Regions from separate parts of the Mus musculus genome. Here regions 2 and 3 are each linked to region 1. Evidence: chromatin contacts called from public Hi-C data. All regions are on one chromosome and are shown on one strand. Each heading gives the region's core, a stretch centred on a gene start, on an enhancer-like site or on the middle of the called end of the contact. The rest is flanking DNA. Distances are from core to core; before and after follow the strand shown.

The links. Hi-C and Micro-C count contacts between places; a contact is called where the count stands out from the background.
Region 2: a contact with region 1 is called in a Hi-C map of uterus, with 6 times the contacts expected there. The contact joins two enhancer-like sites. A contact is called at or near these places in 2 of 39 promoter capture datasets (cranial neural crest and liver), 2 of 484 Hi-C or Micro-C datasets (both in uterus), 2 of 115 datasets of contacts at active chromatin or transcription factors (bone marrow-derived macrophages and embryonic stem cells) and 1 of 9 other capture datasets (embryonic stem cells).
Region 3: a contact with region 1 is called in a Hi-C map of uterus, with 2.7 times the contacts expected there. The contact joins two enhancer-like sites. A contact is called at or near these places in 2 of 39 promoter capture datasets (hippocampal neurons and liver), 1 of 484 Hi-C or Micro-C datasets (uterus) and 2 of 9 other capture datasets (adipose tissue and liver).

What each region holds. Positions count from the first base shown.
Region 1 is chr2:144,050,200-144,055,295 of GRCm38.p6, reverse strand. All of the region lies in intron 1 of Banf2 (BANF family member 2), which reads right to left. Among named protein-coding and RNA genes, the nearest start is that of Banf2, 20 kb to the right of the region's middle. Within about 2 kb of position 2,450, at least 47 of the 459 cell types and tissues checked have an H3K27ac peak or open chromatin away from gene starts, as enhancers often do. A contact at or near this core is called in uterus, where this site is marked.
Region 2 is chr2:144,235,382-144,240,477 of GRCm38.p6, reverse strand. No RefSeq gene overlaps it. Among named protein-coding and RNA genes, the nearest start is that of Gm26165, 24 kb to the left of the region's middle. Within about 2 kb of position 1,962, at least 65 of the 459 cell types and tissues checked have an H3K27ac peak or open chromatin away from gene starts, as enhancers often do. A contact at or near this core is called in uterus, where this site is marked.
Region 3 is chr2:143,873,833-143,878,928 of GRCm38.p6, reverse strand. It overlaps a transcript of Bfsp1 not described here. Among named protein-coding and RNA genes, the nearest start is that of Gm33648, 13 kb to the right of the region's middle. Within about 2 kb of position 2,543, at least 20 of the 459 cell types and tissues checked have an H3K27ac peak or open chromatin away from gene starts, as enhancers often do. A contact at or near this core is called in uterus, where this site is marked.

The DNA.
Region 1 (5,096 bases), core at 1,201-3,700:
CAATAAATCTGATGACTGGATAACACAGGGAGCCCGGATCAGCATCCTCACCCTGCTGTTCTGGTTAATTCCTTTGCTCAATGACTTCATTTTCCATACTTCTTTTTATTAATTTAATATTTTAAATTCATTTATTCAGAGTGTGCATGCTCACTGCTCCTATCCACGTTCACCATTCCTTCCTTCCCTCCCTCCCTCCCTCCTTCCTTCCTCCTTTCCCCCCCCCCCTTTCTTGTTCCTTCTTCCCCCCCCTCCCCGAACCCCTGCCCTCTTCTTTTTCTTGAGACAGGACCCACCTTGCTAGGTAGCTAAGTAACCCACCTTGGGCTGTCATCAAACTCTCCATCCTCCTACCTTAGTCTCTGAGTGCTGGGGCCACAAGCATGCTTCATCATGACCAGCTCTACTCTTTATTGAATGCAGTGTTAGTATATAATAAGGTCTCAAAGATTCAGGGCCTGATAGCTCAGGGCTGTCCATCTCAGCTACTCTGAAGGCTGAGGTAGGAGGATCACAAACTCAAGGCCCACTGAATAACTCAATAAGGCTATTGTCGTGAAATAACAAGCAAAGTAGGACTGAGAACCTAGCTAAGTGATAGAATCCTTGCTGAACGAGCATATGGGAGGCCCTAAGTTTACTGTCCAGAAAAAAGAGGAGGGAGGGACGGACACACACACACACACACACACACACACACACACACACAGAGAGAGAGAGAGAGAGAGAGAGAGAGAGAGAGAGAGAGAGCTCGAAGTTGTGAAGAATGTGAACTCTCCTAAGGCAAGCACATTAGAGACATTATATCCAGTCTCTACCACAGAACAGTGCAGGGCCTATAGCCTTCAAGAAGGAAATGTGGGAATGGGAGCCGCAGGAGTGACCCCTGATGCAGTTGACCTGGAGCTTGGGGGCTCTCCCGCGCCCCCTCCACTGGAGTCTGAGGGAAAGCTGGCAGCCAGTCACTGCTTCCTGGGGCTCTAGACCCTTATCTCCACTCTTCAAGCTATGGCTTCTTCCTTCCCATAGTCAGGCTCTCATGGAGAAAGGATGAAAGGAGGGGTGATGTTTTCACTTCATTTTATTGCTGAGAGAAATCACTCCGACTTAGAGTCACTTGGGGAGGAAAGTGTTCCTTTGGTTGCCAGCTCCGGGTTCCAGGACATCCTTGAAAGAGGTCTGGACAGGATAAAGGATGCTGCTTTCTGCTTGTTTCTGGCTAGCTTTCTTAGGCAGCCCAAGACCACACCCTTCCTAGGAAAACTGCTCCTCCCACAGTGGGTGGGAACCTTTTAGTAAAGCCAGACTATTCCATTACAGACACTGTCCTCAGACCAACCAAATAAAGCCACTTACTCAACTCCTTTCAGTTGATCCTAGGCTGTGTCATGTTGGCAGTCGAGGCTAATGAGGACAGGCTATACACTATTTTCTGGATGCTGGGGTCTGAATATGAGGTGCTCAGAGTCTCGGGAGGCATGGCAAGGCTGCCTTCACACAACAGAAGGAAGCACCATCCTCGTGGCTTCCCAGAGCTCCCAGATGACTGCATTTTGTATAGTCAGCTCAAGGACTATGTCCAAGGCACACACTTCTCACTGCAGTATCGTGAAGCCAGCAGTAAAGACCCCACGTGACAAGGACAGCAGTCTTGGGAGGAAGAAGGGACAGATTCCCAAGTGCTCACTGGCATGCTGGTTTCAGCCATGCCTGAAGGCATCCACCCTTGGAATTCTCAATTATCTTAGGGAAAAAAAAATCAAAGTATTGCCCACTTTTGGGGATGACATTAGTTATTCAGCAAAGGACTCTACATAATAGACCTCCAAAGTTCACTTACTAGCTCACTCAATTCATTCAACAGAGACCTGGGGTGGGGCATTGGTTCCATGGCCTAGACCTTGGAAACAGAGAAAGTCACTATCTATGACCTGTGATGTTCACCTTTCAAATACCGAGGTGGCATTTGCTGTCCTTACCCTAAGTTTTCTTTCCACAGTGGAAAGCGAGATCTCTTATTCCTCTGCTAGTCCTCTGATGGCTTCCAAATATTCCTTCTACAGTAGATCTTTGTCTTGACGCTGGGTCTGCCAGCGATGACCAAGTAAATTCAACCAGCCCCAGGGGTTCAGTGAGCATCATCCACACTTAACAACGTAATCGATGAACTTGTTGGACAGGGCCTCCAGCTAAGGCTTCTCCACAGGCCCATCGTAGGACCCAGTGAAACTAACATCACCAAGGGTAAGGAAGGGCTCCCAACCTTGAGGCTCTGAAAAGTGGATACAAGTAAAGGCCGGAAACTTCAGACTTTGTTTCTGAAGATGACCGCTAAGTCCCGCTGGAGTGGCTGGGCTGGAGGGAGGAGCCCTGAGTTTGGCCCAAGCTCTGCCCATAGCCAGTTCACTAAGCATGAGCCAATCATCTGTGCTTCATCAAACCAGAATGCTAGGCGTATTGGAGCTCTGCTTGCTGGATCCTTGCCACGCTGGGCCTCTGTTCATTTACAGTCTTCAGATGGCACGAAGCTCAAACAGGCTCTGTTCTACCAGTTTCCAATCCAAACTGCTCTAAAAACCAGAGTGATCTATTTTCTTCTTTTTATTTTATTTTATTTTTTTGGCAAGGAGCACCTGCTTAGGAGCCAACCCTGGCCTGAATGGACATGAGGCTATTTATAGTTCCTATTATCCCATTTGGTGTGAGTATTTATACATTTCATCAAGAGAATATTAATGGGTTTGTTTACAGGGTGCTGGGCCAGACGCCACTGGGAATGTCTGGGAGACACAGAACAGGCACCAGATTATATTGCCTTCCTAATATTAAAAATGTCGGAATGCCTCAAAACTTCTACCCACTTCTCCAATGGTGAATAAGTCCTACAGATCTACACCAAGGTAGTGTGTAGCCAAGGCACCTGCAAAAGTTCCCAGGAATAATTAATGGCTCTCAAAGCCTGCCTATGCCCAGTCTCATCCATGGCCATAAATCTCCCTCCACACATTCAGAATCAGATTGTACAATTATGTACTAGGTCATTTTAGTCATCAGTGGACATTATGGATGACAAGGGCCTGGGATTACAATGGAGTTGACACTCCCTATGACCTAGAGTCATCCCATAACTCGGTGCAATGTTTGCAGCATAGACCAGCATATTGATGACTGTTTAGCATTGGAGCAGGGAGACAGCTCAGTTGCTAAAGTGCATGCCATGTCCCCATGGGTCTGCGTCCCCAGTAACCACGTAAAAAGGTCAGGGTGGTGACACATACCTATGATGCCTGCCCTGGGAAGGCTATCACAAGAGGTTCGCTGGGACTCACTAGCCACTCATTACAGCCAAGGAGAGAGCTTCAGGTTCAATGAGAGACCCTGTGTATTAGATGCCTTGTTGATGTGATAAAAATATTTGAAAAGAAACAACTCAGAAAAGAGGGGCTAGTTTTGGGCTCACGGTTCAAGAGTGAAGTTTTTCATGGTGACAGGAGCTTGAGACAGCTGTCGCATCGTATCAGCAGTCAGGAAACAGAGAGGGTGGATACCCCTGCTTAGTGCACTTTACTTGGTCTAAGACACCAGCGCATGGGAGGCCCATTACCAACGTTTAGGATGGGTCTTCCTAGCTCAGATAACCTAATCGCAGAAACACCCAGAGGTTTGTTTCCCTGGTGATTATAAATCTCATCAAGTTGACAGTGAGGATTAATCATCTTCTGCTGAAAAATTAAAGTGGAGAGCCAGAAAGATGGCTCGGCGGGGAAAGGTCCTTCCCGAACAAGCTTGGTGACCTGGATTTGAGTCCCAGAAGAACCCACATAAAGACAGAATGAGAGAACCAACCCCAAGAGCTGTCCTCTGACCTCTGCATGCATACCGCCTCACGTACACACACACACACACACACACACACACACACGAACATTTTTAAACAGATAAAGAGCAATCAAGACTCTTGACATCAACCTCTGACCTCCACGCTCATGCAGAAGTACACACATATGCACAGATCCACACATACAAACATACACCCCTGCCTCCAAAGTTCAATATGTACAATTATCAATTATGTATAGGACTTGATAATGATAATCAATCTTATGTTACTAGCCTATATATTTATGATATTGTACTTTTATCATTATTTTTGCTTACAAAAGTTTAGTGTGAAAAAGTGTGCCACAGACTAAAGCTTGGGTGCGTTTTGAATGTCCCCCAGGGACCGTAAGTGATTGACAGCTCCCTTCTCAGGATGTGGTCTAGTGGGTCACTAGTTCTCACAAGACTCCTTGGTAGTTCTCAGGGAGTCTTGCTATAAAAAGTGCTGTCTTGACCCGATTATCTCGTGACAATCCTCTCTGTCCCTGCCACCATGTGTCTTGCACGGTGGCATCACACCAGACCGAGTGCCCTGTGATTTTTGGACTTTTAGTCACCAAATCTGTGTGCTTTCTAAAACCCCTTATTCTACTGACTTAGTTGCCTGGGACATTTTGTTGCAGTAATTCAAAGGTTCACACCTGACCTGACAGCTTTACATAGCCCAGCACCTTGTCTCTTGATGGCAGCAGGCGGCCATGCCATGTGACTGACCCAGACCTTTTAGGCATGTCTAAGTATGCTCTCTGATGTTCACACAGCCATGGACCCAGTGTGTGTCTCAGCACACATCCCTAGCCTTAAGCGACCCATGCCTGCAATCTTTCAGCTTCTGTAAAGTCCTGCCTAGCCTACGGTACCTTTACTCTAGCTGTGACTGGTCCCGAGTCATATCTGTCCTTCCTGAAAACGTTCCCTTCCTTTGGGGCCCCATTATATGCAAAAGATTGAGAGCAGATCTAGTAACAGTCATGTGGAGAGCAGATGAGAGAAGGCTGTAGCCCAGCAGTACAGTGATTGACAGCCAGCATCAGGAACTGCAGCTTTGGACTGAGATCACATAACTTGATGTAGTGGTTACGAAAAATGTGGCAACGACCCAAAATCAGACACACAATGAACCCAAGGTGTTTCTGCCAGTGTGACTTGTGCTGTATCACGTGGTTCCTCACAATACACAGCACACATGGTGTAGTGCACATACCAACACATGT
Region 2 (5,096 bases), core at 713-3,212, 190 kb before region 1:
TCTCCTTTATTCCCAGTTCCTGCCCTTCTGGTGGTACCCATGTCACCCACTGCACACAGGTGAGGTCAGAGCATTTAGCCTGGCCCAAAGCATTCTTCCCTAGAAAGATGTGTCACCCATCAGGCCCTCAAGAGGCTGCCTGTGCTGGGCCTGTGGACACAGGATGTGCTTCTGCTGTGTCACAGTTGCAGAGAGGGGTGGGTTGATGAGATGCTGCAGAGGCCAGAGTGGCGAAGGGCAGGGCTGACATCCTGAAGAGATTCTTGGGGACCTTCCTCAGTCTTCTGTGTCCTCTGGTGACCACTGTGTGCTGGCCACTGGGCTGGGCTGGGCTGGGCTGGGACAGACTCGGTGTATAGTAACACTTAGGTGAGCAGACCCCATTCCCAGTTCTGGAAAGAGACTTTGCAGAAGTGAATGGGGCACCCAAGCAGAGAGGGCTTGCACCCCAAGATAGAAGCAGTTCTGTTTCCCTTTGTCCTGGGTGTGTGAGGCCACAGAGCAGCTGGGACACTAGCCCTGAGCCAGCCCACTGCCCCTCACAGCTTGGGGAACTACAGAATATTCTGGCCCCCTCTTTCTCTATACCCTGGCCCCCTTTCCTAACCCCACTGTTAATGGGCCTAGAAACCTCCTAATCAAGAAGGCATTTGGGAAACTGCTTCTTCTGGGGTGCATCTGAAGCACGTTGAGTCGGGTAGGGACACTCAGGAATATATCTTCTGACTCAGCAGCCTGGGGCTTCTGATGAGAACCCTGAGGCCTCCTGACTGAGGCAGGGTCTGTGGGTGGAGGGACACACTGCTGTAGCAGAACAGGTTTATCCCGGGGACTTCTCACCACAGCAATCCCTAGAGATTCTGGGTACCTTTGCCTGGCAGTAGCAGCTCAGTATCTAGAGGCCTGACTCTAAATCCTCAGGGGACTAAAGTGGCATCCAAAGGCACTGCAGGTGTCAGAAAGAGAGAGGTCCCTGGGGTGCTACTCAGACGTCAAGTTTCTTCTGGGTTCTCCTGGGACACCCTTTAGACACCCTTTAAAAGGATTCAGTCCTTTCCAGTAGGCTATTTCTCCTTTTGTTAATATTTATTTCTCTTCTGGCCTCAAACAGCTTGATGACTGTGTAAAGGGCAGGGGCAAACATGGTTGCCCTTCTTGTCTTGGAACTGTTTCCTGATGGGTATTTGGGGAGTTATCTGCACTCTGCAGGGGGACTTCAAAGCAGGCCTGTCTTTCCAGACTGTCTGTCTGTCTGTCTATCTATCTTCTATCTATCTATCTATCTATCTATCTATCTATCTATCTATCTATCTATCTATCTATCTATCTACCTATCTTGTATGTATGTATGTATGTATGTATGTATGTATCTATCTATCTATCTATCTATCTATCTATCTATCTATCTATCTATCTATCTATCTATCTTGATGTAGGGTCTTACTGTGTAGCCTTGGCTGGACTCAGGCTAGACTCAAACTCATATCTACCTGCCTCTGCTTCCCGAGTATTGGGATTAAAGTTGAGTGCCTCCATGCCTGACTTGGATTGTTTTTTAAATAATTTTAAGAATATTAATTTTATTTTATGTGTGTGCCTGAGTGTAATATATGTGCATACAGTCTATATTATGTGCATGCAGGAGTTCTGGAGGTCATGAAAAGCATCTTAACTGTTGATCCAGCTATCCAGCTCCACACCCCAATACCCAACCCTTGACTTCTGGGTTTTTTTTTTCCCCCAAAGCTAAAGGAATTGTGAGTGGAAAAAGCCTGAGTCGCCCAACTCCGGCCATGTGGCCTAGAATAGAGGTTCTCAGAATATGCCTAACAGCCCCAGGGACACTGCTGGCTGCAGGACAGGCTCTGGATCCAAATCTGAACAAGCTGCAGAGAGGCTGTGGTGTGGATGTGCAGTTCCAACAGATGCGCGTATCACCGCCTGTGAACCAGAGCCTGCTGTTGTTTGACTCTGGGATGCTGGCTGATGCCGTGATGCAGCCTGACCCAGGACAGTGGAGTCACCCTTGCTGTTGATTAAGTGAATGACAGGCCCCAGGCCAGTCCTCAGCATGTTTGCTGCTCCATCTATTCAGCTGGGATTTTATGAGTTTTCCTCTTCCAAAGCTCAGGGAGAGATCTGAAAGAGAAAACGCTTCAGTTCTGACCTCTTCTCTCCCACATTCAAAATATTTTGAGCTCTGTTGCCCTGGTGTCAAGCACCGTTCAACACAAACAGTGAGACACTGCTGGAAAACTGGGACATGGCTGTTGGCTCTTCTCCCTCTTTTCATTTCTATTAAATTTGTACTCTGGAAAAAAATAGTAGTAAAAGAAGTCAGAAGAAGGTTGGAGATGTAGCTCAGTTGTAGAACCTTTGCCTAACATGGGCAAGACCCTGGATTCTATCCCTGGGCCTGGAGAGATGGCTCCGAGGCTGAGTGCTTGCGGTTTTACAGGAACCAGGGTCTATTCCCAGCATCCATGTGGTGGTTCATGAAGGCCTGTAACTTTAGCTCCAGGGGATCAGGTGTCCTCTTTTGGCCTCCACAGACACTTGAACACAGATTATATACATACGCATAAATAAATAAATCTTTTAAAGAAAGATAGCTGGGCAGTGGTGCACATCTTTAATCCCATTGCTGGGGGGCAGAGGCAAGTAGATCTCTGAGTTTGAGGCCAGCCTGCTCTACAGAGTGAGTTTCAGGATAGCCAGTCAGAGCTATACAGAGAAATTGTGTCTTGAAAAACTAAAAATAAACATACATTAAAAAAAAAAAAAAAAAAAGAGGAAGCCAGGCGTGGTGGCGCACACCGTTAATCCCAGCATTCGGGAGGCAGAGGCAGGTGGATTTCTGAGTTCGAGGCCAGCCTGGTCTACAAAGTGAGTTCCAGGACAGCCAGGGCTATACAGAGAAACCCTGTCTCAAAAAAACAAAACAAAAACAAAAAAACCAAAAAAAAAAAAAAAACAAAAACAAAAAGAAAAGAGGAAGAAGAGGAAGAAGAAGTCGAGGAGGAGGAAGAGGAGGAGGAAGTGGAGAGAAGAAGAAAAAGAAGCAGCAGCAGGAAGAACAGTGTAACATTTACCACACCCCTCCGTTAGCCTCCTAGCCACACAAAATGACAGGAATATGTTGAGATCCAGGAAAGGATCCTTGGTGTGATGTCCTTAGTCAAACCTTGGACCATTTTTCTCACTTACCATCCTTTTCTTTCACCTGAGTCCATGTCAGAGTCTACCTTTGCAATGTAGTTATTTTTGTCTCTGGTCTCCTGTCACTTGCAGCCATGCCTTTGTCATTTTGGTACCTTTAGGATCCAGATGCCTCCAGACAGAAGAGATTGATTTCCGCACATCCTCTGCTCCGATCTCCTTCATCGGGTACCTGCATCCTGGTCATGCATTATGGATGTGCAGTGCACCACAAGGCAGGCATTGGTGTGGCACTTCTGTGTTGATAGGCTTGTTTCCTGGTCAGGTGCTCTCCTCGAGGCTGCTTCTGTGTCGGGTTTCTACCTGCCCTCTGCCCTGGCCACTGCTGCCAGCAGTCACTCAGGAGAGATAACCTGGGGCTTTGCAAATCGCTTTTCTTCCTGCCTCCAGCCACTGTGATTTGCCTAATGTCAATTTTCCCTCCCCTCCACCCTCCTCCCGCATTGGCTGATTGAATTTCCATCCCAAAGAAGAGCTGTCACTTCTCTAGCAATTTATCTAGCCAAATATTAATGGTCCTCAGGATGAACTCATGCCTATGTGTTTTATTCTGTGGGTTAAGGTGTGATGTTGTCATTTGTTTTCTTGTTCATCTCTCCCTAGACCCAACCCCTGGGAGCCTCCCCTGGGGCTTTGCATTCTTTAGACATGCAATGCCCTAGGATTTGCTACAAATGTGGCTGAGTTCATTTTTAGACCATTCTTTCCAGGTTATTCACTTGACAGAGAATATGGCGCTCAGCCTCTAAGCTGCTCAACACATCGGTTAGCTGTTTGGTGTATTGGGCTGGCATCTTTGAAAATCAGAGGCTGGAAGTTATGGGTCTGTTGGGAGCCATTAAACTAGACAGGAGCCAAGGCTTCACCTCTGAGTTACATACCTAGTCTCCATGTTTTATTGTGTAAGTCCTTTTTACTTTAAAGTCTGTACATAAGCATCGTGAGTGGAAAAGCGCCGGAATACCCACTCAAACAGACCCGTGGCTCCTTCTGCCTGCATACAGAACAGTGCCAAGATTTCAACCACACCGTGAGAACAGAGGGAAGTCTCTTGTCCCAGAAGTTAACCTTGTGACAAGAATTCAGATGCACACACTTTATGCTTATTATATGGAAGGGGTACAGAGGGGCTTGTGGGGAATTAAAACAACAGAGGTGAAGCTGAGGAGGCTGTGTAGTCAAATGCATCATCACTATGGTCCATGGGAGCTCAGGCTTACTGGCGAACTGGGGGCGGGGGCCATGTAGACCGCTTTCCTGACCCCACCTGACCTTGAGAGTCTAGGAGTCTGGTTAACAGCTCCTCTTGGTCCTTTTGCCAGCAGCTGTCTGGGCAGCTCACAGCTCAATAAGACTGACATGTAAAATGAACTCTCAGGAGGCCAGACCACCCAGGCTAATGCTGAATCTTGCTTACATTTTCTTTCTGATCAGTTTAAAGATAGTTTTGGCTGAAGTTTTACTTGAAAAAGTTAATTTTATTAGTAACTTTAAAAGCGAACTTATTTTATTTTTAATTTTGTGTGCATATTTTGTTAGGTGTGCACACACATGTATACTGTATACATGGAGGTCAGAGACATCAGGTCTCCCTGAAGGCAGGAGTTACAATAGGCAACTGTGAGTTGCCCCAAGTGGGTTCTAGGAAACAAACTCAGGACCTCTGCAAAGCAGTACATGTGCTTCATCATGGAGCCAGCTCTCCAGTCCTGTGGAGTTCTACTTTTTAAAAAATATCGTCTTTAGCTTCATATGCTTCCATTTGATTGTTTCCAATTGACATTTTTATTTTGACATAAATAAACTGGATTTACACATAGTTCTGAGAAACAGCACACAACGGTCCTGTGTATTCCTTCTTGCAGTGGTAACACTTT
Region 3 (5,096 bases), core at 1,294-3,793, 180 kb after region 1:
ACACACAGAGGTCAGAAGAGGATGGTAGATCTCTTGGAAATGGAGTTGTGAGCCACTGTGTGGGTACTAGGAATTGAACTTGGATCCTCTGTAAGATGATTATTCTAAACAACTGAGACATCTTGCCAGCCCCTACTTTTGCTCCAGCCTCCAGAATCCTAGGATTAGGGGCATGTACTGTCATACCCTTCAAAAAAATTTTTTTTCAGTGCTGGAGATAGAACTCGGGGCCTTGAACATGTTGGGCAAGAACTCTACACTAAACTACATTTCTAGTCTCTTTACCCCACCCACCTGGAAAGATGAAGTTTTGTTTTCTGAATATATTTTTTAAAGATTTATATCTTTTATGTATATGAGTGCACTGTCGCTGTCTTCAGACACACCAGAAGAGGGTGCCAGATCTCATTACAGATGGTTGTGAGCTACCATGTGGTTGCTGGGATTTGAACTCAGGACCTTTGGATGAACAGACAGCGCTCTTAACCACTGAGCCATAGCTCCAGTCTGCTTTCTGAATATTTCTAAAAAGTGTTTTTATTTGTCCCTTGAAAATTTCATACACCTTTATGATGCATTTTCTTTTCTTTCTTTTTTTTTAATGGCGAAAAAGTGTCTGTTTAAAAGTAGCCAGCTGGGGTCAGTTTAGGACAATCCCAGTTTTGTTGTCAACATCCAGCCAGGCCTTCTTCTCTCCATCGGGTCTTAGCAGGGTATTGACTTTGACTACATCAGTGTCATAGAGGCTTCACAGCCTGTTTGATCTGGTGCTTGCTGGACTGGACACCCACAGTAAACACCAGCGTACTGCTGTCTTGTCTTCCTCCCAGCCGACTCCGTGGTCAAGGGGATTTGATGACAGCCTAGTGCTCAAGTGTGTTCCTTCTGGGCACGCTCTTTGGAGGGGGTTTGTGCTGCCCCTGGAGCTGCAAGGTCTTGGGTTGCCAGAAGGTGGGTGACATGTAGATCTTTCTTTCTTTCTTTCTTTCTTTCTTTCTTTCTTTCTTTCTTTCTTTCTTTCTTTCTTTCTCTCTCTCTCTCTCTCTCTCTCTCTCTCTCTCTCTCTCTCTTTCTTTCTTTCTTTCTTTCTTTCATTTCTCTTTTCAGTCACTTATTATTGTTAACGAGTATTGTAGACTCTGCAATTATGATACCATACTTTTTACCATACCTGGCAAAGCTGGAGGCATGCTCACACCTGTGTTGCACAGAAACATAAGGAACGCATTACTGTGACAGCTGTGATATCACTGGGCAGTGGGACTTTTCTTTCTCCATTTTAATCTCTCCACATCACTTTATGCAGGAACTTCAGCGGGGCTCCTGCATGCCTTTGGTAGTTACCTCTCCACACTGAAGGCTGCCTCCTCAGCACCACCTGCTGTTTCCTGTGCTTTGAGTATTCTGCCTTCACCAGCAGAGCATTTCTATCCTGACAGGTGGCAGAGTTGTCTACTGTCAGCATCCAAAGTCTTTTCCTGGGCTGGCTCTGCTCTATGTCTTTTGTCTGTCCCCTAGAGCTCAGTGGGGCAAGGGTTGCCCACAGTGGCACTATGGCCACAGTCCCATCAGGGCCCATCTTCTCTTTCAGGCCTCATTTCCCCTTTCTTTCCTGGCTCTTGTCCCAGATACATGACCTGTATTTGAATTCTTGCTTCAAGGTCAGCTTCTGAGGAACTCCAAACTAAGACCAATGTTAAAATAAATCAGGCTACTTGTAAAAATAATGTCTGATGTCTATTAAGGACTCATCATGTGCCAGACACTGTCCTAAGTACATCATTTAGCCCTCACAGTAACTCTTTGGACACTAGTGTTATTCTCAATTTTCAGCCAAGGTCCATAAAGCTCAGAGATCTTAAGCGTTAGTAACAAATCATGAAGGCTTTAAACCTCAATGAGCTAACTCAAGTGCTCGTGGCTTTAATTACATATGCCCTTTGCTACAGCACATCGAATTACTTCAAATATCTTCCCTGGTTCATTTTTTTATAGGCTTTGGAGAACATTTTGCCTATCGGGGTTTGCTGATAGATGAGTTTATAGATTTTTCTTTGTGATCTCCCAGCAATAATATTGCATAATGTGATGTGAATGCCATGGCCTGCTCTCATCCAGCTGAAATCAGAGTCACATGCAAGAGGCTTTCCTTTTTCTGTTTCTGACTGACTGTTTCTGACTGTTTCTGACTGTTGTTTCTGACTGTTCAGTGGTGTTCGCTTTTCCTGTCTGAGCTGTTCTTCAGTACAAGTCTAGCTTTGCAGGCCAGGGAGGCCGCTTAGCCTCGTTGTTTAGAGTATCTGGTGATATTTTTGCAGATGTATGTTCTTGCTGACTTTGTCAAAGCTAGTTGCCCAGTTTAAAATTTATTATATGGTAAGTAAACGGCACCGTTTCGGTTGCAGTAACTAGTTGAACCGATATAGGCTTCTAGCTGACCAGACACTGGGTGTGGCGTGTTCATTTCTAGTTTGAAAGACAACATTTCATGGACCCTGGGTGACCCTTATTTGAACTGGAATGTTCTTCTAGCAGCTGACCTTGTCAGGCTTTTTTTTTTCTTCTTTTGTTACAATGTAAAATATTATCCTCTGCTCTTACCTCCCCTGTTGTTCCAAAAACAGGAAAACAAATGTTTTGTGGTTCCTAGAAAATGTTATAAAGTTGTTTCCCAAGTTAGGTCATTGCAGTTACAAAATTTCTGTTTTGAAAGAAGATGTGGCCAAAACCAACAGAACCGAGGGTCAGTTATTATTTCAGGGGAAAAAGATCTTGAGACTAGCCAGGAGTTGTGTCTCCCTTTGCACAAAAAATACAGACAGAATTTTTCCAGCTGGGCTTAGACTATTTTGAGATCATCTCTTTCTCTCTCTCTGTAGAGTCAGACTTAGTTTACTGGCTGACTTCACCAGGTTTTGAAAATGCCCTATAAAATATTGAAAGGCATTTTAACTTTATAAGGCAATTTATCATAAATTAATTTTCAGGAACTTTTGAGCCAATGTAAAACAAGAACCAAACTCCTGAGTCACAGGCTCTAATTTTAGTTTGAGATTTTAAAGTTTTTTTTTCTCTGATTATTGATGTGTGTGTGTGAATTTCGCTGATTACTGGTGTGTGTGCGCGTGTGTGAATGTATGTGAATCTGAGGTGTAGAAGTACCATGGTGGACATGTGGACGTCAGAGGACAGCATTTGGGTTTTGGTTCTCACCCACCCTCTGAGGCAGGGCCTTTTCGTTGTTTCTGCTGCTCTGTGTACTCAAAGTGACTAGCTAGTTAGCTTATAGAAGATTCTCTGCTCTCCCTCCCTCCCTCCCTTCCTCCCTCCCTCCCTCCCTCCCTCCCTCCCTCCCTCACTCCCTCCCTCCCTCCCTCCCTCCCTTCCTCCCTCCCTCCCTCCCTCCCCCCTCTCTTTCTTTCTTTTTCTTTCTTTCTCTTTCTTTTCTTTCTTCCTTCCTTCTTTCCTTCCTTCTTTCCTTATCTCCCTCCCTCTCCCCCTCTCTTCTTCCTTCCTTCCCCTCTCCCTCCCCTTCCCCTCTCCCTCTCCTTCCCCTTCCCTCTCCCCCTCTCTTCTTCTTTCCTCCTCCTCACCCTCCCTCCTCCCTCCCTCTCTCTTTCTCTAGCATGGACTCTGGTGCCCTGACTCAGGCAGTAAGGTTTTCATGGCAAGGGCCCTTACCCACTAAACCATCTCAGGATTTCTTCATCTAAGTTTTAAAATTAGGATTTTAAAATTTCAGCATCAGTTAAATTAATATGCTCAGGAAGTCCAACTTCTTTCTTTGTGCTCACAGAGGCTGGGCAAAGTGTGCCAGCAGGTTTTCTTCTTTTTCTTTTTCCTAGAAGTTTCAGTCATCAGGAATTAACATTATTTAAGTAATATAAAAACAGTAAATAGTTATAATTTTTGTGAAAACAGTAAATAATTATAATTTTAACAGTTCACTTGCCAATAAGAAGACATCTTTACTTGCAGGCTTTATCAGTTCCTATGGTGTAAACACCCTCACTGCAGGCTTTGTCAGTTCCTATGGTGTAAACACCCTCACTGCAGGCCAGGCTTTGTCAGTCCCTATGGTGTAAACACCCTCACTGCAGGCTTTGTCAGTTCCTATGGTGTAAACACCCTCACTACAGGCTAGGCTTTGTCAGTCCCTATGGTGTAAACACCCTCACTGCAGGCTAGGCTTTGTCAGTCCCTATGGTGTAAACACCCTCACTGCAGGCTTTGTCAGTTCCTATGGTGCACAGCCTCACTGCATGCTTTGTCAGTTCCTATGGTGTAAACAGCCTCACTGCAGGCTTTATCAGTGCCTATGGTGTAAACACCCTCACTGCAGGCTTTATCAGTCCCTATGGTGCAAACAGCCTCACTGCATGCTTTGTCAGTTCCTATGGTGTAAACACCCTCACTGCAGGCTAGGCTTTCTCAGTTCCTATGGTGCAAACAGCCTCACTGCATGCTTTGTCAGTTCCTATGGTGTAAACACCCTCACTGCAGGCTAGCCTTTGTCAGTTCCTATGGTGTAAACACCCTCACTGCAGGCTTTATCAGTTCCTATGGTGTAAACAGCCTCACTGCAGGCTTTATCAGTGCCTATGGTGTAAACACCCTCACTGCAGGCTTTATCAGTTCCTATGGTGTAAACACCCTCACTGCAGGCTTTGTCAGTTCCTATGGTATAAACACCCTCACTGCAGGCTAGGCTTTGTCAGTTCCTATGGTGTAAACACCCTCACTGCAGGCTTTGTCAGTTCCTATGGTGTAAACACCCTCACTGCAGGCTAGCCTTTGTCAGTTCCTATGGTGTAAACAGCCTCACTACAGGCTAGGCTTTGTCAGTTCCTATGGTGTAAACACCCTCACTGCAGGCTAGGCTTTGTCAGTTCCTATGGTGTAAACACCCTCACTGCAGGCCAGGCTTTGTCAGTTCCTATGGTGTAAAAACCCTCACTGCAGGCTAGGCTTTGTCAGTTATATGGTGTAAACAGCCTCACTGCAGGCTTTGTCAGTTCCTATGGTGTAAACACCCTCACTGCAGGCTTTGTCAGTTCCTATGGTGTAAACAGCCTCACTGCAGGCTTTGTCAGTCC